Regions from separate parts of the Mus musculus genome. Here all the other regions are linked to region 3. The links are chromatin contacts, called in public Hi-C, HiChIP or PLAC-seq and promoter capture Hi-C maps. All regions are on one chromosome and are shown on one strand. Each heading gives the region's core, a stretch centred on a gene start, on an enhancer-like site or on the middle of the called end of the contact. The rest is flanking DNA. Distances are from core to core; before and after follow the strand shown.

Region 1 (3,479 bases), core at 619-3,118, 260 kb before region 3:
TTTAAAATTTAGATTATATGAAAACAGTGGTGGGCTTAAATTCCCCTTCTCCGAAGAGTAACAAGATATAAAGATTTAAAATAACTATATTTCCCTAATAGAGCCAGCCATGTACTACAAGCATAAATTTTTTTTAACTAAACAAATTTCTCACAGACCCAGCAAGATGTTTCTATCAATTAAAGACCACAAAATCCCAAGCAGTAAACACAGCAAGCACCAGGGGGCCTCCCAGGAATAACTTGATACTAAAGGAGAAGGTAAATAAGAAAGAGTTCCTGGTAAAAGTTCTGCCTTTTTCTCAGCCTTAAGGCTGCTGGAAAGCTTTTACATCTGGAGCATATAAACAGAGTTGTTTTGTTGTTGTTGTTGTTTTAAACAGAGAATAAATACTTCGTACTTTAACTAGTTAAAGAAAAGTCACCCCTCTCCACGCTCTTTGGTAAAATTCCAAACACAAACAGCTTCGCTGTAGTAAACACACGCATTCATTAGGAGGCTGACAAAAAGGACTCTTAACCACTCAAAAACGCAATTCTTTTTTACACACTCCACAATTAGTGACGACGCAAATTTTATAGCGTAAAAGGGTTCTTTTGACCAAGACCCGCCTTTAACTTCGAACAGTATCCCCCAACGGACCAATACATTTAACTACTGGCCTCTCCATCTCCTCTTTTCTCCTTATGTTCCCACCAACACAAAACTAATCGATAAAAGCATAAGAACCCGGAACTTCAAATGCTGAGAACACTTGTAAAATACCTTTTAAGCTCAAGAGATTATTCACAACAGACATTTGCTAAGTTTGTGCAGAAATTAAACTCGGCTCAAACATGTTTAAAAAAAAAAAAAAGCCCCCAAATCAACCCCTTCAGCACATGTATCCGGGCGTTTCGTATTTCTAACGGACGTCTTTAACCTGATTCAGGATTTTTACTGTTTTTTTATACTCCAGATAATAAATGGTAAACTAGTCATCGTATCCTCTCCCTAATTCTTTCTAGAGCATCCAGTAAAATGCAAACGATCCGAGAGCCTTACTGGGAAGGTTTTATGTAAAATTCACTACCGGAACGACCATCGGAGGCTGCCAAGGGCAACGCACAAAGAGAACCGAGAAATACACATTCCACGGACACACAAAGCCCAGCGGCAGGCATCCTCGCCCCTTCTTCGGAACGGTCTGCAGAGGCCAGCACAGCGGCCAAGCGGAGCCCGGCCGCCTCTCGGGAAGACTGTACCAGCCGATGGGCCTCCGGCCTCGCTCGGCCCGGCCTCCCCGCCTGCCCGCCCGCCAGCCCGCGCTCCTGGCCTCCTGGGGCACCCGGCCCGCCCGCCCGCCCGCCCGCCTGCCCTCCTCTCCGACCTCAGCTCGAGCGGGAAGGGCCCCGCGGCCGGGTGGGGAGACGAGCCGGCGCCGCACTCACCCTCCAGCAGGCGGGTGATGAGGCTGTCCACGTTCAGCTCCCCGTCCGCCATCTTGTCGGCACCAGACTCTCCTCCCTAAAGCGTTAACAGGGCTTCTCGGCGGCGGCGGCGGCTCGGCGTTCTCACCTACGAGTCACGCGGCGTTTCGACCCCGGCTCCAACTCCCCCCGGGCGCGGGCCCTCCCCCCACCCCCTCCCCGCCGAGCAGCGACAGCGCGCGCACACGCTGGCGGCGCCCACTGGAAATAAATAAATAAACAAGCAGGCCCCCAGGAACCGGGCCGCGTCAGGAACCGGGCCGCGTCAGACCCCAGCCGCCACCGCCTCCTCCACCTCCTCCTCGGCACCGCCCAGCTCCGCAAAGCTCGGCAGCGCCACGGACAGCCCCGCCCTCAGCGTCACTCCCTCCCCTCCGCCCTTGCGGGCCGCCTAGCCGCGCCGAACTGCGCGCACGCGCGCCACGTCCCCTTCCTGCCTCTCCAGCTCCCCGCCCTCCCCTCCGCGGTTGCTAACGCGCAGGAGCGATTCCCTCTCTCAGGCGTTCCACTGCAACGAACAGTCGCCACTACGCAGGCGCAGGGCGGAGCCTGCCTTGCTTGTGAACGCAGAGCCGGCGTAGGCTGGAATGACCTTCCTTCCCTGCTCCCCAGGGCCTGGTGGTTCCGCAGAGTTAACTATTGCGTTCTTCCCGCCTTGCTTTTCTTTTCTAGGTTTCAGTCACTGGTTTTCAAAACAATTGCTCGTATTTCCGCTAACCCGGAAACGTGGGTTTCAGTTGCCTATGTTGGAAACCCAGGTGTGCTGGAGATAAGAGACTTCTCTGTTGAAAAAGATTGACATTGCAGATCAAGGGCTCTGTATCACATCACCAGAGTCGCTGATTCGCCAGGTGACCCTAGAAGAAACAGGATTCAAAGTGGGCCTCAGTCAACAGCAATAAGATTTTACACGCTCCCGACATCTCCATACACTCAGGATACCACTTTTCTATAGTTCTTTTCTGTTCATTGATTTCTTATATTGCTTAATTCTCTTATCTTGTGATTTTTAAACATTTCTCTACTGCACTCGGTTCCTAGAGGATAAAAATCACATTTACCGGGCATAAGAGACCTGTAATCCCTACAACTGGGAGATGGAGGCAGAAGATCCAGAAGCCCAAGGTCATCTTCAGCTACATAATAAATGCTTGCAGTTGGGATAAATTAAAAACAAATACAGGGACTGAAGAGATGATTCAGAGGTTAGGAGCACTGCCTGTTTTTTTGCAGAGGACATGGGTTCAATTCCCAGCACCCACATGGTTACAACTATCTATCTGTAATTTTGATTCTGATAAAAATAAAATAAAAAGAAAAGGACATGATTGCTTCTAGGTATGATGAAGAAAAAGGTTTATTAGAGATAAATGGGAGAACATAGTTGGGAGGAAAGACATCTGGGAATATTCAGAGCGAGCATGACTCTGAGGGGGAGGGAAAGAGAAGATTAGGGCAGGGAGTGTGCATGCCATACATACCCTGTAACAGGTAGGAATGGCTGAGAGAACCTGGGTCCAGTAACCACTTTCACATGTTAAATAAGTACCTCTGTCATTTGTCCCAGGTTTGAGACCTAACAGTTCCAGGGCATCTGATGCCCTCTCGGTCCTCTCTATGGGCACTATACATAGTACACAAACATACATGCAGACAAAGCACTCATATGCATAAAAATACTTTTTAAAAGTAAAGAAGGAAATAGAAAAAAAAAAAAGGAAACCAAGCATGGGAAAGATCAGATTAAACCAGGGGCTTTATTTCCAAAATGCACGCTGGAAGATTCTGTTAACTTGAAAAAGATGGGCTAAAAAGTTGACTCTCTGCTTTCTAGAAACTAAGAAACTGAAACACCAGTTACAAATGGAGGTAGATATTTTGATGCCATTTCTCCAAATCTATCTCTTCCATGACTTTAAGAATTCAGAATACTTGGGAATGCTTATGTAGATGTCTTATGTTTTTATGGGCCCTATAAGTCCCAAGGAAAAGAACTTTTAAGTCTTATCC
Region 2 (3,536 bases), core at 498-2,997, 470 kb after region 3:
CTCCAAGTGGATATAAAAATAATGGTGGCAAAAAAAATTTTTTTTTAATTTTTACAATTGTTACATTTATTTATTCATTCATTCATTTATTTGTGTGTGTGTGTGTGTGTGTGTGTGTGTGTGTGTGTGTGTGTGTGCCTGTGATGGTTTGTGTGTGATGATGTGTATACAAGGCACGCATCTGGAGGTCAGAGGACAACTCATGGGACTCAGTTCTTGAACTGGTTAGCAGGGATTTTATTTAATCTTATTGTTCAAAGATTTTTATTTTCAATTGCAACTATACATGTGCATGTATATGTACATGCAGGTGCCTTCACAGTCCAGAAGAAAGGATCAGATCTCATGGAACTGAACTTGCAGACAGCTGTGTGCTGCCTGACATGGGTTCTAGGGACCAAACTCAGGGTTCTCTACAAGAACAAAACAGTTTGTTTTCTTAACTGCTGAGCCATCTCTTCAACCTCTTGGCTAGTTTTAATTGCACCCTAGAGTCATCTGAGAGGAGCCTTGGCTGAGGAATTGCCTAGAAGGAGACTGGCCTGTGTGCATGCCTGTAGAGGACTGTCTTGATTATTAACTGATCCAGGAAGGCTTTGGTCACAGTGTTTTATCACAGCAATCGAAAGGAAACTAGAACAGTTCTCTCCTTCTAACCAGGTAGATTGCAGGGATTGAATTCAGGTTGTTAGGCTTGTCAGCAAGCACCTTTAACTGCTGAATCATCTCATTGGTCCCAGAAGTATTTTAGATCTCCAATTTTTGTTATTTGAAAGACTGTAACAGATACTGCAGTCATACAGTAAGAACAAGATATCTGAAAGGGAAACAAAAAGGAAGAAAGACCTTAAGAAAGATACCTAATTTTAATGGAGGTAATAAAAAAATGTTGGGCCAAGATACAGAAGAGAGAAGAACAAAAATCTGGGGAAGTTATTTGAGCCTGGTTTCCAATAACCTAAGCAAGTAGCCAGTTTCCTAAAAAACCATCCAGTAATGTACAGAATTGTTACTATTAGGCCCACAAAAGAAGGTAAAATCTAATGATATTTAATGCAGAAGCAGGCCTATCAAGCCACTGTGTAATTTATGAACAATGCCCTGGAAACAATTATAGACAACAAATTATTAATCTTAAGAATGCAAAGGGGAAAACAGAAGACACATAAAAACAGTGCAGGAAAATGCAAGAGAAAAAGAAAGAAGCAGAGGCTAATCTTATCCTGTGAAGTGTGAAGCCAAAAGACATTATCTGTGGTTCATAGGACTCCAGATAGATGAAATATCCATCACGACTGCACAGAGATCGTCCTAGCTGATAACAAAGCTGAGTCATGCACTTATCAAGAACTCTGGGGGACTGTTCATTGAATTGTATGATACAGTGTTAAAAGTGACCCTGGAGGGGAGGTATGGAAGGGGTTGTCATGGACTTGTTCCTTGGGAAAGTTTGTCTCTAACCTTTGTAAGGCCCTGAAATTTGATCCCCAGCACAAGAAAAAAGAACAAAGGTTTAAGCTACAAGGTAAAGAACTCGGGAACCAATAGCAGTGATGTGGTTTTATTAAAGAGGAAGAGAGAGGTAAGGGGGATGGTGAAAATAGGCTGATGCCCCTATAAGAGGGCAGGAAGTCAAAAGATAACATCTATAGCTGGCCAGTCAGGAAAGAGGCAGTGTAGTACTGAGAGAACTGGGAATCCTCAAAAGAACTAAACTGAAACCATTTCTTAAAACTATAATGGTTTACTCAGAAAAAAGGAGTAGGAGGGGGAAACATGGGACAGTGCTTCCTTCTGTGTGTAACCTCAGCACTATCTCCACTTCATCTACCAGTGACTTACTTGGATCATTTCTGTTCAATTTAGTTAGTAATTTCTTTTTGGAAAAAAAAAAAAAGTAGCAATCTAATCCTGTCACTATTTTGTACTTTTGTGGTTTCCTGAGAATGGTCTAATAATGCAAGGGTAACAAATGACCTTGGACTGAATGTCTCATTTAACGTTGCACTTGGTAAATTAATACAAAGCAATCTAGAGAGTATCGAGATGTGGTACCTCCCAGTTAATGATGGTAAAACACACAGTCACTACTCCAAAAAGAGTTTATCTACCCATTCCACCCATCATATTGTGTGTGTGTGTGTGTGTGTGTGTGTGTGTGTGTGTGTGTGTGTGTTCATCCTAAGCCCCAGGTACCTTCTTGTCTCTGTGTCCCCACACTGGAATTATAAGCATCTGCCCCTGCCAAGCCTTTCTCTGTGTAAATTTGGGGATTAAACCCAGGTCCTTTTACCTTGAAAGCACAGTATGGCTTGTGCCATCTCCCTCATCCATCCATCTGATCTTTAATAACCACATTTTTTATTCCTCTTTTTTACAAATAGGTAGATTTTAATACCCTGTTCACAAGGCTAGGTTTAAGAAAGAAAATGCCAAGTGCAATTACTGACACTAACAAAGCAAAGCTATTATCACTTTCACAGTAGGCAAGAGGTTCAGTGCTGTGATGGTGACAGAGAAGGGCTAATACAGCATAGACAGATGCTATGGATGCTGGCCTGCAGCCCAAGCATGTACCTCGTACACCATCCAGGCAGTGATGGAAGCCCACAGTGCAAAAACTCAGGCTACTCTTTACACAGACTCAATTTACCTGAATAACAAATATCCTTAATTTTGGAAAGATAGACAACATTTAAAACTGATTTAAAAAAAAAAAAAGATGTAAAATGGCTGACTTCCACTCTCTGAGTCAATAGAAGGAGTTTCCACAGAGACTGTGTGTTCTAAGAATCTGCCATACTCCATCTGCTTTCCTTACTTATATTATCACTCTGGTCCTTGCAGGCCATTAACATTTCTAACTCTTGTTCACATACCCCATGCCCAGAACACTAGAGTAAGGGCTAACAATGGGTTTTGACAGCAGTGGGGATATTAGCCATTCCTACCTTAAAAAAAACTATTACTAAGTAGGCATTTTAAGTGGTACATCTTTTTTCATTCTTACTTTTTTTTTTTTTTTTTTTTTTTACTTTATTGAGTGCAGGGCACATCACACATGTGGAAATCAGAAGACAATATACAAGATTCAGTTCTCTTCTTCCTCTGGGTCCAGGAATGGAACTCAGGTTGTCAGGATTGGTGGGAGGTGTCCTTACCCACTCACTGAACCATCTTGCAGGCACAAAGCAATAAGCCTCTTTATGGGATATTATCTTAGAGCTACCTCTAAGAAAAAAATACATACATATGCACTACTATGTTTCTGCACAGGCCTATTCCTCTACAACCTAAATTGAGCTAGCTACCGAACCAGGACCGGATGGCAGATAACATAGCAGTAACTGTTAGTAGACAGGATCAGAGATTGCTCTGAACAGCCAGAAGTAAAATCTAAAGCACAACTTGCAATCGTTGGTGGTCACCACCTACTCACATTTTAACGTCTCCCCAGCGTACGGGATGTGCAGTTTGAAGCGGTCACAGTTGGGTCCAGGAGTCAATGATGTACAGCTTCAGCAACCCAGGGGAGG
Region 3 (3,277 bases), core at 761-3,260:
TTGCCACATGTGTAGAATAGTGCCCAGCACCCAGCAGCCCTATAGATGGTTCTGGAATGAGTGAGGAACAGCTCATACCAGCCATGCATGTTTCTATTCCTGGCTAAGTGCTGTGTGGGATACAAACAGTACTAGTAGATCCCCTCCCACCCACAGAGCCCTCTGAGCTGTTTGCACTTGCCTCAGCTCCTTCGATCCTCATGACAAGTCCATGAGATAAGCGTCATTACATCCCATTATCCCCAATTCACAGATGAGATAACTGAGGCACAAAGGGTTCAAACTGCCCAGAGCCACATTGCAGGTGAATGGTAGAGGTTGAGCTCAAACCCAAGCTCTCAGACTCAAGACTGCAGGCGCCTGTGTGTGGCTGGCTGTGCAAGGCTCAAGTGTGAGTGTGTGTAGGCAGGAAGTCTTATGAGGAAGACTGAGGAAGGGGCAGGTGGGAGGAAGAAAGCAAAGCCGCCTGCTATGGTGTGGGGTTCTGGGCTGCTTTAGTGAGCAAAGACCAGGAAGAAGGTCCTCGAGAGGGGCCTGTGACCTCAGTAGGGAACATCTGCAGGAAGTACATGGCCTCAATAAGAATGCCACTCTCAGGCCCAGACAGGCCCAGCTCCTTGCAGCTTCCTCATGGGGCACAGATGCCAAAGATGTGGGCAAACAGGTTTGAGGAATACAAAACCAACTTGAAGCTTTCTCCTCTTCCTCAAACAAGGCACCCAGCCTGAGCCCTCTCTCCTAGACCATAAGAATTCTTTCTAAAGCTGTGCGTCCTCCTCTTGCCTTTGCTAAAGTCCTTACAAGCCTCTGAATCAAACCTACTTACTTACACACACTGTCCCAGCCACCCAGACTCTGCCCCCGAACCCTTGCCCCTGGAAGCCCATGATCTCTGTCAGTCCCTGACTCCTGTCTCTGCCTTTTGAGACCCATATGGGGACCCTATGAGTTCTGTCCTTCCTCTTTCTGTGTCCTGTCCCTGAGGCACCTTCATCTCCTGCTCGATGTCTGAGTTGGTCCTTCTACCCTGGCCTCAGTCACTGGCACCTTCCCTGTAATTGGCAGCTTCAGAGGGTGGGGCTCAAGGCTCTGTACCTGTACCAAACCCCACTTGCTTTTATGAGTGGCACAGCCGCTGGTCATCCTGCACTGATCCCTACCAGAGATCCCCGGGGGACCAGCAGCTTAGCAAAGGCCCTGAGGCTGTCCTACCAGAGGCCTGAGGTTGATGGGGTTAGAGGCCATGAGGAGGAGATGGGGGGCAGAATGTGAAGAGGAAGGCAGGGACAGAGGCTCACCCACACCTGCTGGCCACTCAGCAGGGCAAAGATCACCCCAGTTAGCACTGGGACACAGCTACTGGACAGGAGGACCACTACAAAAGCGGACACAAAAATGCCCTTATCTCAGTGAGAATGAAGTTTCCCTGTCTATCCCCTGTCCTGGCAAGGCCCCAAATTTCCAGAGGGAAGGTGTCTGGACCACTCACAGGCCAGACTGCTGGGTTTACTGCTCATGCCACATGACTGAGCCCCAGAAGCACCCACCTCAGTCCACCCAAAGACCAGATCCCCCCACTCCTGCTTTATCGATAGCTCTGGGTGCAGCTTATCCCATCCGAACAGCTGGAAATGGGCTCCCAGGATGCCGGCAACTCCTAAGAGAGGATAATAGTCAACCACTGACCACATTAGCCAGTGACTTCTTACTCTTTCATGCTCCTGCTAAGCACTTACATGTGTTGTGACTTGGTGACTTCACCAGGCAGTTCCCTGAGATGGTTCTGGAGGCTACCGCGAAATGGTTCTAAGCCTAGACGGGATAACCATATGCTCACCCAGCCTGGAATAGTCCCATCTTACGTCTGTTATCTCAGAATCAGTACTGACAGACTATCGTTCTCATGCTCACATTGGGTGACTGCTCATGGGCCCTGCTCAGAGACAGCATCATGTGGCTGTCCCTAGAGGAGCAACGGGGCCGGAAGAATCAGACACCAGAGGGCAGCAGTGAGCTGTGTTTGTCTGGCTTGTCTCTGGCAAGGCACTGGTCCCATGGTAGGATAGGTGGAGACTAGCTGAGGAAGTGCCCAGACAGCTTCCTTAGAGCTCCAGCTCTGTTCAGGCCTACTACAACCCAGCTGGGTCCATCTCTTCCATCTGCCCAACAGAGAGAGCCCAACTAAACATGAGAGTCCAGGAGGGAAGAGAGACACTAACTAGTCCCAGTCTACCCAGCCTGGCCAGCCTCCTGTCAGGCCCTACTGTGGGCTTCACAGTAGGCTTAGAACACTCTGACTTTGATGAAACATACAGCAGTTCCCACCATGGCACGTGGTTGGAGATGTTTTTAGCCTTACCAATTTTCTCTGTGTAGAGAGATGCCTCTCTCTGCAGTAGGCAGAGATGAGCATCAAGACACAAGGGGGCATCACTTAACGCAGATGACTGTTTTGGCAAAGAAGCAAGTCATTGTATAATAGAAGTCAGAGTGTCAGACAGAACCTCATTCAGACAGACAGACATCTATGCATATGGTAGAGAACAGACTGTCACTTGTTTGTCCAATATGGTTCCAGACGACAACTGTTGTCCTGACCCAATGATTACTAACATCCCACCTCTTGCGGTGTCCCAGTTTGGAGAATCGACTACACAGTGCTGCCTACGAGGCATCAACTATGTGCCAGGGTTGGTGGCAGACCTGGGGGATGGGGAGGGAGATGATGTCCCAACTGCCACTCTCCAGGACTCACTGTTGCTGCTTGAGGACACAGACTGGGAAAGGAATGGAGAAGGTGGGGATGGTCACACTGCTAGAGGTCCCCTCAAGAACCTGCCAAGAAACATCTATGGATAGATCTATCTTTCTTGGTTTATTCAGAATTTTTAATATTTTAATATTTTTCCAGCTTTATAAGCTGCTTTAAAAAAAACCCAAAACAATTCACTATGTAGCTCATAGCAATTCTCCTGCCTCAGGCTCCCAAACACTTGGTTTTTTTTTTTTTTTTTTTAATTGCATGTATCTATTTGTCTCTGTGTATGCTGGGCAAACAGGTGTATGTTCTCTACATTCTGTATAGGGGTACACCTACAGATGAAGGTCAGAGGGGCAACTTGTGGGAACTGGATCTCTCCTTCTACCATGTGGGTCTCTTGCTCAGATTCAGGTGGTCCAGCTTAGTGGTAAGTGCCATCATAGGCTGAGCCGTCTAGTCAACACAAGCTGGATCATTACAGGCGTGTGCTGTGCGCTGCTACAAGTGGTGCTAATC
Region 4 (3,265 bases), core at 503-3,002, 260 kb after region 3:
AAAAAGCCTTTGAATAGGGTCCGAGAAAGTCTAAGTATTAGTGAACCTCCTTCCTTGTTCAGGTAAATACAAGAATTTGGCTCTAACGTTTACTAGCTGTGTGGTCTGGAGAAAATTACTGACGTCTCTAAGTGCTGGATTCATCATCAATAATAAGAAAGATAGTGGCACCTATGATATAGAAATACAGATTAATAACACCACAAGGAAAAAATTAACATATAATCACCACAACTGTCTGTTTAACAGGTAGCACAGACTTTATTATTTTGGAACATAGGGTAAAATAAATCTTGGCCACAAGGAGTGCCATCCAAAAGGACTTAGTAAATTTCATTAAGACATATATTTCTAAGTAACTTGTAATTAGACATATAGGGTTTTTAATAATTATATTTCTGAGGTTTGTAAATGTTACTTTTGTTATTCTACTTACTCTCTATAAACTGACCCACTGTTCATTGGTTCCCTTCTTTATGACAAATCAGTTTCTATCTGTCTCTGTCTGTCTGTCTCTAGCCCCTCCCCGCTTCTCTCTTGGTTCTCAAGCTGGGCCAGAAACTGGAACTCATGACCCCTGGCCTTACCCTCCTGAGTTTGGAATTACAGGCATATGCCACCATATACTTTAGTGTTATGTTACTAGTGGGAATATTCAGTCGGAATTATTCACTTGCATTTATTCATGTAATCAGACTTAAGGAATTATATAAATAAAATCCAACTTTGCTACAAAGCTAGCCAATTCCTGAGGAGTTTAAGTTTTCCAGCATTCTACCCATGACCCCTTTCACTTTTCACTGCTATTGGCAATGAATCAGTTCAGACCTAACCTACAGAATACCAAATCTACACTCACACTCAGACTCTTTCCAAGTGTCATTATACATTTCCTCCTGTCTCTAGGACTTCCGCCTAGAAGGAGGTACTTTCAAGTCACTGAGAGAGATGGTGCATGCAAAGGGCCAACTGAAGCTGAACACAGAGCTAAAGAAACAAACCAGAGGCAGAGACACCACAGGCCTGACAACAGTGGGCTGGCATTGTGTAGCCCAGGACTTGAACTCGAGTGAACTGCAGCTGCAGGGATGACTCCCTGTGGAAACGTGCCCAGAGGAGAAGGATGCAGTCATGGCCATACCAGCTAGTGTGAAGCAGGGACAGAGACAACGGGAAACTATCACTCCTGCTGCAGAACTCAAGCAAGGGCCAGCAGCAAGAAAATTCACCTGGATACCACCCAAGTAGCTCAGCTACCCAAGGTAAAACCAGAAACAGACAGATCTAAATCTAAATGTGCTGTTTGGGGTTCTGCTCCTCTCTACTCTCCCAAAGGTGTCTTCTCTATGGTATTCACTATTTTGGTTAAAAGGGTATCTTACAAGTATAATCCCTCAGCAGCCTAGAACGTTGCCTCAGCACCTTAGTCCTGTTTCCTCTTCCTCATAACTGTCCATCCCAAGCCAGCACCCTCTACATAACCATATTTATAAATCACAATTTTTAAAAAAAGATTTTATTTATTATTATACACAAGTACACTGTAGCTGTTTTCAGATGCGCCAGAAGAGGGCTTCAGGTCTCATTATGGGTGGTTGTGAGTCACCATGTGGTTGCCGGGATTTGAAATCAGGACCTTTGGAAGAGCAGTCAGTGCTCTTACCCGCTGAGTCATCTCTCCAGCCCCCTATAAATCACAATGTTGAGTGTATCCATTTTTTTCAAGGCTCCTATAACTAAGTGCACACAGACTGAGTCACTGAACACAGAAGTGCACTTCCTGGTTTAGAGGTAAAGTGCTGGCTGCTGAGTCTCTTCTCAGCATGCTTTCATAGACTTCTCCCTCTGCCTCTCATCTTCCTTTTCTGGTAAGGACCCCAGCCCTACTGACTAAAACACTCCTAAACAACGTCAATTTAACTTAACATCCACTGAAAGGACCCATCTCCAATACAGTCACTTTCTGAGGTCTTGGGGATGGGACCAGAGCATATGGATTTTAAGCAAATACAACTGAGCCTATGACATTGAGTGTGTGACTCACTCATTTTAAACACATTGAGTGTGTGTTTAAAAGTTGTCATTGCTCGTACCTTCTCTTTTCTGAAAGATATATGTGTGTGTGTATATATGCATATATAATATATATGTATATTATATATATGAATGATTTTTAAGCCTTATTTGCAAAATAAGTGAGCTAGGCTGCTGCCCACCTTGAGTTCTCAGCTTTACCTTCATCATTTCTTATATCCTAGTTACTGGCCTCTCTGGACCATTTACCATTTTGCAAACACATCTTCCATATATGCTGTTCTATGTCTAGAATAAACACATGTCAAATAGTCTGGGAAGGTATTTTTGATGCCTGAGGCAGAGCCAATTACACTCTTGCCATTCTTCAAAGAACTTTGAACTCTACTATTATAGTGTGCATCACCTTGAATTGTAATTAATCCTTTATATGCCTTTCTCCCTCACTACAATGGGAATTCCTTGAAGGCCAAGACCACGTCTGGTTTTACTTATTGCTGACTCCTTTGTACCCAGAGCTGTACCTGGTACACAGCAGGAGCTAAATATATATGTGTATTTCTTGAACAAAGGAAATGAAAAAGTAAGTGAACACATGAACAAAAGAGAGACAGAAGAAAGGGTTTGACTTAGTATTTAATAGCTAGGACGGTGGCACGGAACGCACCGAACTTAAGCACAGGCTTCAGAGCGGCCTGGCTGCATAAAGTACTGACTGAGCCACAGGGAGAACAGATACAATGAAGGGATCTGGAGTTGTTTACTTGAAGGAAAGTCATAGAAGCAGATTATCTTTGGGGTAAGAAGGAAATGGGTTGAGAAAAAGCCTATAAACTTCTTGGAAGCCAGTGCACCAACACACATGTGACAAGGCGAGCTGAGCTGTACTCAGATCCAAGAACAAAAGGTTCCCAGTTTAAGCTATGGAAGGGTCCATTCCAGAGAGCAGCTGGGCAGAACTTCCTCACATGAAGACTTCTTAATGTATGGGAAAAAGAAAGAGCAAAACAAAACAAGCAAGAGCAGCAAAAGGGGATAATTAGTGTAAACAGTTTAAGGTTTCTTTTTCTTCCTTTTTTCTGTAATGCACTAGACAAACCCCAAGAAGAGGGGAAGCGTTGTGGGATAAACATCTGTTCACTGAAACCTGACAGAGCCCTTCACAGGCTCTGTGGCCTGTGCGTGTCCTTATGTGCCCGAGGTTGCTATTTGTGCTTCCATGGCCTGGACA
Region 5 (3,157 bases), core at 188-2,687, 410 kb before region 3:
GCAAGCGGAAAAAATTCCTGAAGAACAACTTTCCTACAGTTGTATTCTCTCTCATATATGTTGCATATAAGAACTTTGGCTTTTAATTTAACACTCCCTATCTGCCCACTCAAAATGTTTCTAGTCCACACCATTGTGCTGGTTAATAGAGGTAGCACACATTTGGCCTTAAATTGAGTCACACATGCACACTTAATAACATTTTCATTAGTGAGTAATTTAAATTTAGAAATTTAACAGGATGTTTAAACTCACTTTCAATTGCCAATTTTGGTCAGTAATTTTACACGAAATACATGAATATACCATACCGAAATATCCTGTGAAATCACATGTAAAAAACACAGCTGTGGAACACACAAGAGAGGTACAAAGTTATGTTTCAACTGCATACTTTTCGTTTATTTACTTTGATAACTGTCATTTCCACTGCTGTTCCAATCACTTATGCAAAGAATAACTACATCAAAACTACGCTATGCCCCATTCACAATCCCTATACCAGAAACGATATTCCCACTTTTTAAAAACAACTCTTTCTCAAGCCCAATAAAGCAAAAGCTGGAAGCAATTATCAAGAAGCAAAACACAAACAAAATTTTCGTTGACACAGGAGGACAGAGAACCGAACTCACGGGGAGGCGGAGTGGCAAGGCACTTAAAAGTGGCCGCTGATTGTAACACGTCCCAACACCCTCAAACCCAAACAAAGGAAAACTTTATAAACAGGTCGTGGTTTGCAATCAAACCAAGTACAACCCGCCGCTCACCCGCTCGCTCCACGAGTTCCACTCCTCGCTCCAGACAGTTGCTGCGGGCGTCCGGCGACACAGACCTCCAGCCGCTAGGACGAGAAGGGGCCGCTGCCCTACCCTCTGGTCCTCATTCGGGAGTGACCCCACGTCCTTTGGGGTGGAGGGTGCAGCGGCGGCACCACATAGGCTGGACCACTATCCGGACTCCCGCAGAATCGGGAAGTACTGGACAGGGCGGAGACCGAGGCACTGGGCAAGCAGGTAGTGAGCCCAGGAGACGAGACACTCACGCCCGCCAGCCAGACCGCGGGAGGGGAGAAGTTTCTCCTCAACTTCCAGACTCCGGGACCAGTAGGCGGACAGCGGCAGGGGCGGCGGCGCCTCGAGAAGCCCGGGAGCAGGAGGGTGGATGCCGAGGCCTAGAGCTGCCCGGTCCGGGTCAGCTGCCTACGTCGCGAGGCCACGCCGCGAGCTTACCTGAGTCCGGCCGCACTCGCACGGGTCGCCGCGGGGAGAAGGCGGCCGGCCGAGGTGGACGCCCGCGGGTCCCTCTCCCTTCTCCACCTCCAGGTCGCGGGGCGCCAGGAGGCAGCGACGGCGGCGCAGCCGGCCCGGGACGCTTTACTTGAGGAGGAGGGAACTCCCGGACGCCCGCACCCCGCGGCCTCCCTCTCTCCTCCTCTCGCCGCCGGCCCCGCCCCTCCGCTCCGGATCGCGCGCGGGGCGGGGGTTGCGGCTACCTGCGCGCGCCCGCTCACCGGAACTCGCGCTCTGCTGTCTGCTGGGAGCGCCTTCCGGCGCGGGAGCTCTGCGCGGGGTCCGCGGGCCGCTGGGAGGCCCGGCCGTGTCGTGCCTGCCGGCCCAACATGGCGCCAGGGGTCAGGCGTGCTCCCGAGGGGGCGTGAGGAGAAAGCAGCAGCGGCATGTGGTTCCCTGCCTTGCCCGCACGCCGACTACCGCAACGGGCGAAGCGGGGCTCCGCCTGGCTCACCGAAACACTGAGGGGTGTGGGGCTTTGTTTTCGGAGGGTGATCGGGGTTGGGGTTCTTTGGAGAAAGGTTGACTGTTCATTTCTCAGCTTTGTGCCTCCGCACCCTTTGTCACTGATAGTAAAATCACAGTCGAACCGCGTGAGCCATCAGGGCAGTGCTGACACCTTGGTTCTCGTCTGGCCGCAGAAGCTTCCTGTTGACTGTAGGTCGAACCAGCCTTGCCGCGCGAGTAGAACCGAACCTGAGTTGTGTTGGCAATTCTCCCAGGAATGGTGGCTCTCACTTAGAGTGGGACAGCATTGTATTTGATCCTCGTAATAGGGAACCCGGACAGGCACTGTGACTCTTCTTGACAGCTATGAAAGCTGACGTTTGGGCCCCTTGAAGTGAAGAAGTCAAGATGAAAGGTTTTTTGTTTGTTTTCCCTCCGAAGGCCTTGCATCGTTTTTTCTGCTTGCCTTGTAGAAAAAGGAAGGGTTTAGGAGGAACTGAGGTACAAGATTGAGAGGGTCAAAAGACAATCTAGAAGTACTCCTGCTAAAGGCACGTCTGCCTTATCACACTCTTAATTTCCCTTTTGTATTTCCTCTTTGGTGGGGTTATTCGAAGTATTAATGTGGGACTGTTGGTTTCCTTTGTGGTTTTCAGAGAAATTCAGCATCATCTTTGACATATCAACTCCGTCAGTAGTCTGGTACTTTAGCAACTTAAATGCACACAGCTTTAAAAAGTTTCTTCAGAGAAAGGAATGGGAATCCACATGAACAACTATGTGTGATGTAGCGCGGTGCTTTATTTTGCCATTGACTGGTGCATTAAGGGGTTTTTTTGTTTTGTTTTGTTTTTTTTTTTTTTTTGTTTTTTTGTTTTTTTGTTTTTCTCTGTATAGCTCTGGCTGTCCTGGAACCCACTTTGTAGACCAGGCTGGCCTCGAACTCAGAAATCCCCCTGCCTCTGCCTACCAAGTGCTAGGATTAAAGGCGTGCGCCACCACCGCCCAGCAAGTTTTTTCTTGAAACTAGAACGTTAGTTACTTGAGCTGTTGCCTTTCTAAACCTACAGATAAAATAGAAATATATTTGTGACCCTAAACTCTCCCAATTTAAAAGACAACAAACAAAAACCCTCTCAATGTTAGTCTAACCTGTTTTGAATTTGTTTTATATTTTATTTTGTTTTACTTTGCTTGCTTTTTTGAGACAGAGTCTTGTGTAGCCCAGGATAGCTTTGAACTTGCTGTGTAGCTGAGGATGATTTTTGAGCCCCTCCTTCTCCTGTCTCTACCTCCCAGTTTCTGGGGTTACAAGTAGGTACCATCACACACAATTTCTGTACTTTAAGGTAGGGAGAGAGTATCAAAAATACACCTACAACTTAAAGGTTACATTTAATGGCTATTTTAGAAATATT
Region 6 (3,602 bases), core at 721-3,220, 320 kb after region 3:
ATATGCATATGCAATAGTGTCTGAGTTTGATGGCTGATTATGGGATGGATCCCTGGGTGGGATAGTCTCTGGATAGTCCATCCTTTCATCTTAGCTCCAAACTTTGTCTCTGTAACTCCTTTCATGGACAACAAAGTCCCTATTCTAAGGAGGAATGAAGTATCCACCCATTGGTCTTCCCTCTTCTTGATTTTCTTGTACTAACAAACTTCTAAACAACATTCTATGCGGTTTCCTATGGCTTTCGTATGGCTTTGCTCATCTATGACTTGACTTGTTTGTGACACACTGTCAAATAATGAAGACCCCCACCCCAGAAATGGAAATATTCAGTGAGAGAGAGAGAGAGAGAGAGAGAGAGAGAGAACATGAAATGAGAAAAGTATTCTTTGCTTTCAGTGAGAGTCCTTACAAAGACAGGACAACATAAGTGGACAAAGGCCTACGAAAAGGTTGAAGAACTCACTCAGTCTCTGCGAATACAGAGTCACCTCCTTAGGCTCTTTCTTGTCCAACCCTCACTCTATTATGCCTTTTTTTTTCCTTGAGAGAGATAATGCAAACAGAAGAGTAATGTGTATTCCAAGAAAAGCTTCAAAAGTGGTTTAAAAACCAAAAATAAACAAAGAAACAAAACCATTGAGCAGAGATCTGGCTTTCCCAGCCTGAGGGAAGTTATAAGCACTAACTGCTTTCATACCTCTTTCGATTTCAGGATTTCAATTCCAAACATCTAGAGACAGAGGAACAGCCCAGAAACAAGAAATAAGGGTGTGATGTAACTTTTGTGAACAGCATAGGTATTGAAACCCATATGGATAGATGGTGAAGCGTGGAGCCATGCTATTCAAACTAAGCACCAGCTAGGACATTTGATGCACATTAAAGTCTCAGAAGCACTGGCTAAGACAACTAGCAACTAAAGAAAAGAAAACAGAGGCAAACATAATACAAGGAACTGAAGAGTAACAGGGTGAGCCCTGTGACTTAAGAGAAAAAGCAGGAAGGAGATCACACTGGGCTAGGAGGCTGCATAAAATGAAGACTATGTAAAGTTTAGGAATTGTAAATAAGTATATAGACAACTAAAGAAAAACTGATAAATCAGACTTTATGAAAAAAATCAGGATTAGCAGTAAAACGGCAGGTGAGAGAAAACATCTGAGATATATATATGCATGCACATGTCTCATGTGTGTATGTGTGTGTATGTATGCATGTATGTATGTGTCTTATCGTGTAACTCTGGCTGGCTTTGAACTCACTATGTAGACCAGGCTGATACTGAACTCACAGAGATCTGCTTGCTTCTATCTCCCCAGTGCTGGGACTAAAGATATGTACAACCACACCATCTACACCATATTTTTATCACAAGTTAATATCCAGAACACATACAGAACCCCTGAAACTCAACAAGACAATAAACAATCTGATGTTAAAATGTGCAAAGAATTTGAGTAGACTTTTACCCAAATAAGATGAACAAATGGCCAGTGAGCTCATGAGAAGTTGTTAGTAACCCAAAACACAGTGGGTGCCATCAAACACCCATGAGGACAACTTCTGTATTTAAAAGCAACGGCCCAGAAAATACCAAATACTGGTGAGGATGTGGAGAGACTGGACACCTTCCTTGCTGTTGATGGGAGTTCACTAAAGACAAACTTAGAAAATATGAAGGTAAGAACAGCCTTAGAGGCTGCACCCTATACTCTATGGAGAACTAGAGTCTGCACCTCTCTTGAGTTTGCTCAGAGCAGCCCAGGGCAACAATGGACAGGCTTCCTGGACCTGGCCACCACTTCACCTCGAGCTATTATTATTCTGTTTTATATTAAAAAGAAAAGGCTTGTAACCATTGATTCCAACACCCACAGATTCACAGACACTAAGATAAAGAAAGTGGATTATGCTATGTACAGAGCGAGTGAGTCACAGGGCAGAAACCCAAATCCAGTGTTGCTGACTCCTGCTGCAATGCTTTTCCTCTGCATGATTCTCCTAGTCCAAATTTGCTTTGAAAACTCTTTGTCACGTACTGAGGACCGTGTGAATCAGAAAGGAAATGCAAGGTCCAAAAGAGGAAGAACAGAGCAAAAATGTCCCTGCAGTGAATTATGGAGAGTAGAAATATTCATATGAGGAAAGACTATGATATTAATAGCTCTGTAATGAACCACTATAAATGTTGGACTTAGCAGAGATCTTGAGTAGGTGGATTTGCTAGAACTTTACTAATTATAGAAATGCTGATGCCAGATTTAGAAGTATAAATTGAGTTAGGAGTTCTCATTGGCCTGGATTACTAAAGAATGTTCCTCTCATTTCTAAGCTAATAGGGGCTTGAGATAGATCAATTGATGAACATTTGCAGCTTTGTGCTTATAAAGAAATTCTGAAGAGAAATTGTGACATTTCACGATGCATAACTGATGATAAAAGTAGCAAAGCATTCTTTCAAGTCATAATTCTCCAGGGAAGTTATTAACAGCTTAACGTTTCTAATTCACGCCAGAGTGTGGATTCAAGTTTCTGAGTGAACAAAAGTTTTTACTAAGTAGATATCAAAGAATGAAATTAGGCCAGCAGAAGAGGGGAAGCCCTTATTTGGGTTTCTTGACTCTGTTATTTAATCACATATGGGTAAGGACACAAGAAAATATGCATAGCAATCCAGCTCTCAAAAACTACTAAGAAATGAAACGTGTTAAAATGATAGCAACAGCAACAAACAAGGACAAAAGCAACTTCCCCAAACCTCACCAGAACATCCCAGGCTTTCCCCCATGGAGAGACAGACACACTGCCACAAGCAGGAAGCAAACAAGTAAATGAATGCTAGGTGATCCTGTTGCAGTGAGTATGTGCTTAAATGGAAGGGCAAGGCAGGGATGCTAGCAAAGGGTTGAAGCTGGGGGCTTCAGGAGGCATCAAGGAGGAAGTGATGCAGTGTTGCATGGAGTCAAAAAGGGTAGGAGATTAGAAAGACAGATGCTGAGGCACATACAGGCACAATACTATTCAGGAAGGCTGAAGCACCGGATATTGGGGGAAACTGAAAGAGATGAAGCTGAACAAGTTTAAGAACTAGATCATAAATAACCTTGATGCATCTCAGTTAAGAAACTGGGTTTTTTTTTTTTTTTCAGGGTGATGAGAAAGGAATGACAGAGTAGATACTGATATTAATGGAGTACTTATTGAATCTGGAGACCTTCAGAAACCTGAATACCTTCAGAAGGTTGGAGTGAGGACAGCATGACTGACCTGAGGTGAAGAGGGAGCACTACAGTGGTGCAGAGCATCGAGGACTACACAGAAGGGCATTCTGGCTTCTTTGGTCAACTTAACACAAATTATAGTCACCTAGGAAGAGGAACCTCAACTGAGTAATTGCCTAGATCAGATTGGCCTTGGAGTGTCTGTGGGACTTTTAAACTCATTAATTCAATTAGTTAGTTAGTTAGTTAGTTTTATAACATCCTAACTGTAGGTTCCCCTCCTTCCTCTCTTCCTTTTCTCAGTTCCTTCCCCAACCCACTTCTCCTCTTCCTTTTCTCTTCAGAAAAAGGCAGGCCTCCTTCAACCAGCCCGCTCTA

Evidence for each region. Promoter capture Hi-C pulls out the DNA fragments that hold promoters and counts their contacts. A called contact is a pair of places that touch in the nucleus more often than the background predicts. HiChIP or PLAC-seq counts read pairs in DNA pulled down with a chosen protein or histone mark.
Region 1: a contact with region 3 is called in a Hi-C map of uterus, with 1.9 times the contacts expected there. The contact joins the promoter of Ppp1cb here to the enhancer-like site in region 3. A contact is called at or near these places in 2 of 39 promoter capture datasets (both in the 3T3-L1 cell line), 4 of 484 Hi-C or Micro-C datasets (cortical neurons, embryonic fibroblasts and uterus), 3 of 115 datasets of contacts at active chromatin or transcription factors (bone marrow-derived macrophages, extraembryonic endoderm stem cells and pancreatic cancer cells) and 1 of 9 other capture datasets (macrophages).
Region 2: a BATF HiChIP or PLAC-seq map of CD8 T cells shows a contact between it and region 3, with 6 read pairs. The contact joins two enhancer-like sites. A contact is called at or near these places in 1 of 15 datasets of contacts at CTCF or cohesin (CD8 T cells), 6 of 484 Hi-C or Micro-C datasets (bone marrow-derived macrophages, embryonic stem cells, muscle stem cells and 2 more) and 6 of 115 datasets of contacts at active chromatin or transcription factors (CD8 T cells, the NIH/3T3 cell line, Th17 cells and 3 more).
Region 4: a contact with region 3 is called in a Hi-C map of bone marrow-derived macrophages, with 23 read pairs. The contact joins two enhancer-like sites. A contact is called at or near these places in 7 of 39 promoter capture datasets (embryonic stem cells, hematopoietic stem and progenitor cells, liver and 2 more), 5 of 15 datasets of contacts at CTCF or cohesin (CD8 T cells, the NIH/3T3 cell line, embryonic stem cells and 1 more), 104 of 484 Hi-C or Micro-C datasets (the 4T1 cell line, the AML12 cell line, B cells and 52 more), 14 of 115 datasets of contacts at active chromatin or transcription factors (T-cell acute lymphoblastic leukemia, acute myeloid leukemia, bone marrow-derived dendritic cells and 9 more) and 1 of 9 other capture datasets (embryonic stem cells).
Region 5: a contact with region 3 is called in a promoter capture Hi-C map of hippocampal neurons, with 3 times the contacts expected there. The contact joins the promoter of Yes1 here to the enhancer-like site in region 3. A contact is called at or near these places in 3 of 39 promoter capture datasets (the 3T3-L1 cell line, hippocampal neurons and liver) and 3 of 115 datasets of contacts at active chromatin or transcription factors (acute myeloid leukemia, pro-B cells and stem cell-derived neural progenitor cells).
Region 6: a contact with region 3 is called in a Hi-C map of bone marrow-derived macrophages, with 27 read pairs. The contact joins two enhancer-like sites. A contact is called at or near these places in 1 of 39 promoter capture datasets (liver), 1 of 15 datasets of contacts at CTCF or cohesin (the NIH/3T3 cell line), 10 of 484 Hi-C or Micro-C datasets (the C2C12 cell line, adipose-derived mesenchymal stem cells, bone marrow-derived macrophages and 6 more) and 6 of 115 datasets of contacts at active chromatin or transcription factors (the NIH/3T3 cell line, acute myeloid leukemia, bone marrow-derived macrophages and 2 more).

What each region holds. Positions count from the first base shown.
Region 1 is chr5:32,457,359-32,460,837 of GRCm38.p6, reverse strand. It overlaps Ppp1cb (protein phosphatase 1 catalytic subunit beta), which reads right to left and starts at 1,868. Exons shown (of 8, transcript NM_172707.3): 1 at 1,431-1,868. The coding sequence starts at 1,482.
Region 2 is chr5:31,730,947-31,734,482 of GRCm38.p6, reverse strand. It overlaps Babam2 (BRISC and BRCA1 A complex member 2), which reads right to left. Exons shown (of 12, transcript NM_144541.1): 3 at 3,440-3,516. Among named protein-coding and RNA genes, the nearest start is that of Babam2, 35 kb to the right of the region's middle. Within about 2 kb of position 1,747, at least 35 of the 459 cell types and tissues checked have an H3K27ac peak or open chromatin away from gene starts, as enhancers often do. A contact at or near this core is called in CD8 T cells, Th17 cells, Th2 cells and 1 more, where this site is marked.
Region 3 is chr5:32,196,639-32,199,915 of GRCm38.p6, reverse strand. No RefSeq gene overlaps it. Among named protein-coding and RNA genes, the nearest start is that of Gm36732, 13 kb to the right of the region's middle. Within about 2 kb of position 2,010, at least 115 of the 459 cell types and tissues checked have an H3K27ac peak or open chromatin away from gene starts, as enhancers often do. A contact at or near this core is called in the 4T1 cell line, the BV-2 cell line, the C2C12 cell line and 15 more, where this site is marked.
Region 4 is chr5:31,934,573-31,937,837 of GRCm38.p6, reverse strand. The region is part of intron 7 of Babam2 (BRISC and BRCA1 A complex member 2); the gene reads right to left. Among named protein-coding and RNA genes, the nearest start is that of Gm52770, 63 kb to the left of the region's middle. Within about 2 kb of position 1,752, at least 41 of the 459 cell types and tissues checked have an H3K27ac peak or open chromatin away from gene starts, as enhancers often do. A contact at or near this core is called in the 4T1 cell line, the BV-2 cell line, the C2C12 cell line and 6 more, where this site is marked.
Region 5 is chr5:32,609,451-32,612,607 of GRCm38.p6, reverse strand. It overlaps Yes1 (YES proto-oncogene 1, Src family tyrosine kinase), which reads right to left and starts at 1,437. Exons shown (of 12, transcript NM_001205132.1): 1 at 1,233-1,437. It overlaps Gm10461 (collagen alpha-1(II) chain), which reads left to right. Exons shown (of 2, transcript XM_030254958.1): 2 at 556-3,157. The coding sequence ends at 1,384.
Region 6 is chr5:31,880,914-31,884,515 of GRCm38.p6, reverse strand. The region is part of intron 6 of Babam2 (BRISC and BRCA1 A complex member 2); the gene reads right to left. Among named protein-coding and RNA genes, the nearest start is that of Gm52770, 120 kb to the left of the region's middle. Within about 2 kb of position 1,970, at least 76 of the 459 cell types and tissues checked have an H3K27ac peak or open chromatin away from gene starts, as enhancers often do. A contact at or near this core is called in the C2C12 cell line, the NIH/3T3 cell line, acute myeloid leukemia and 3 more, where this site is marked.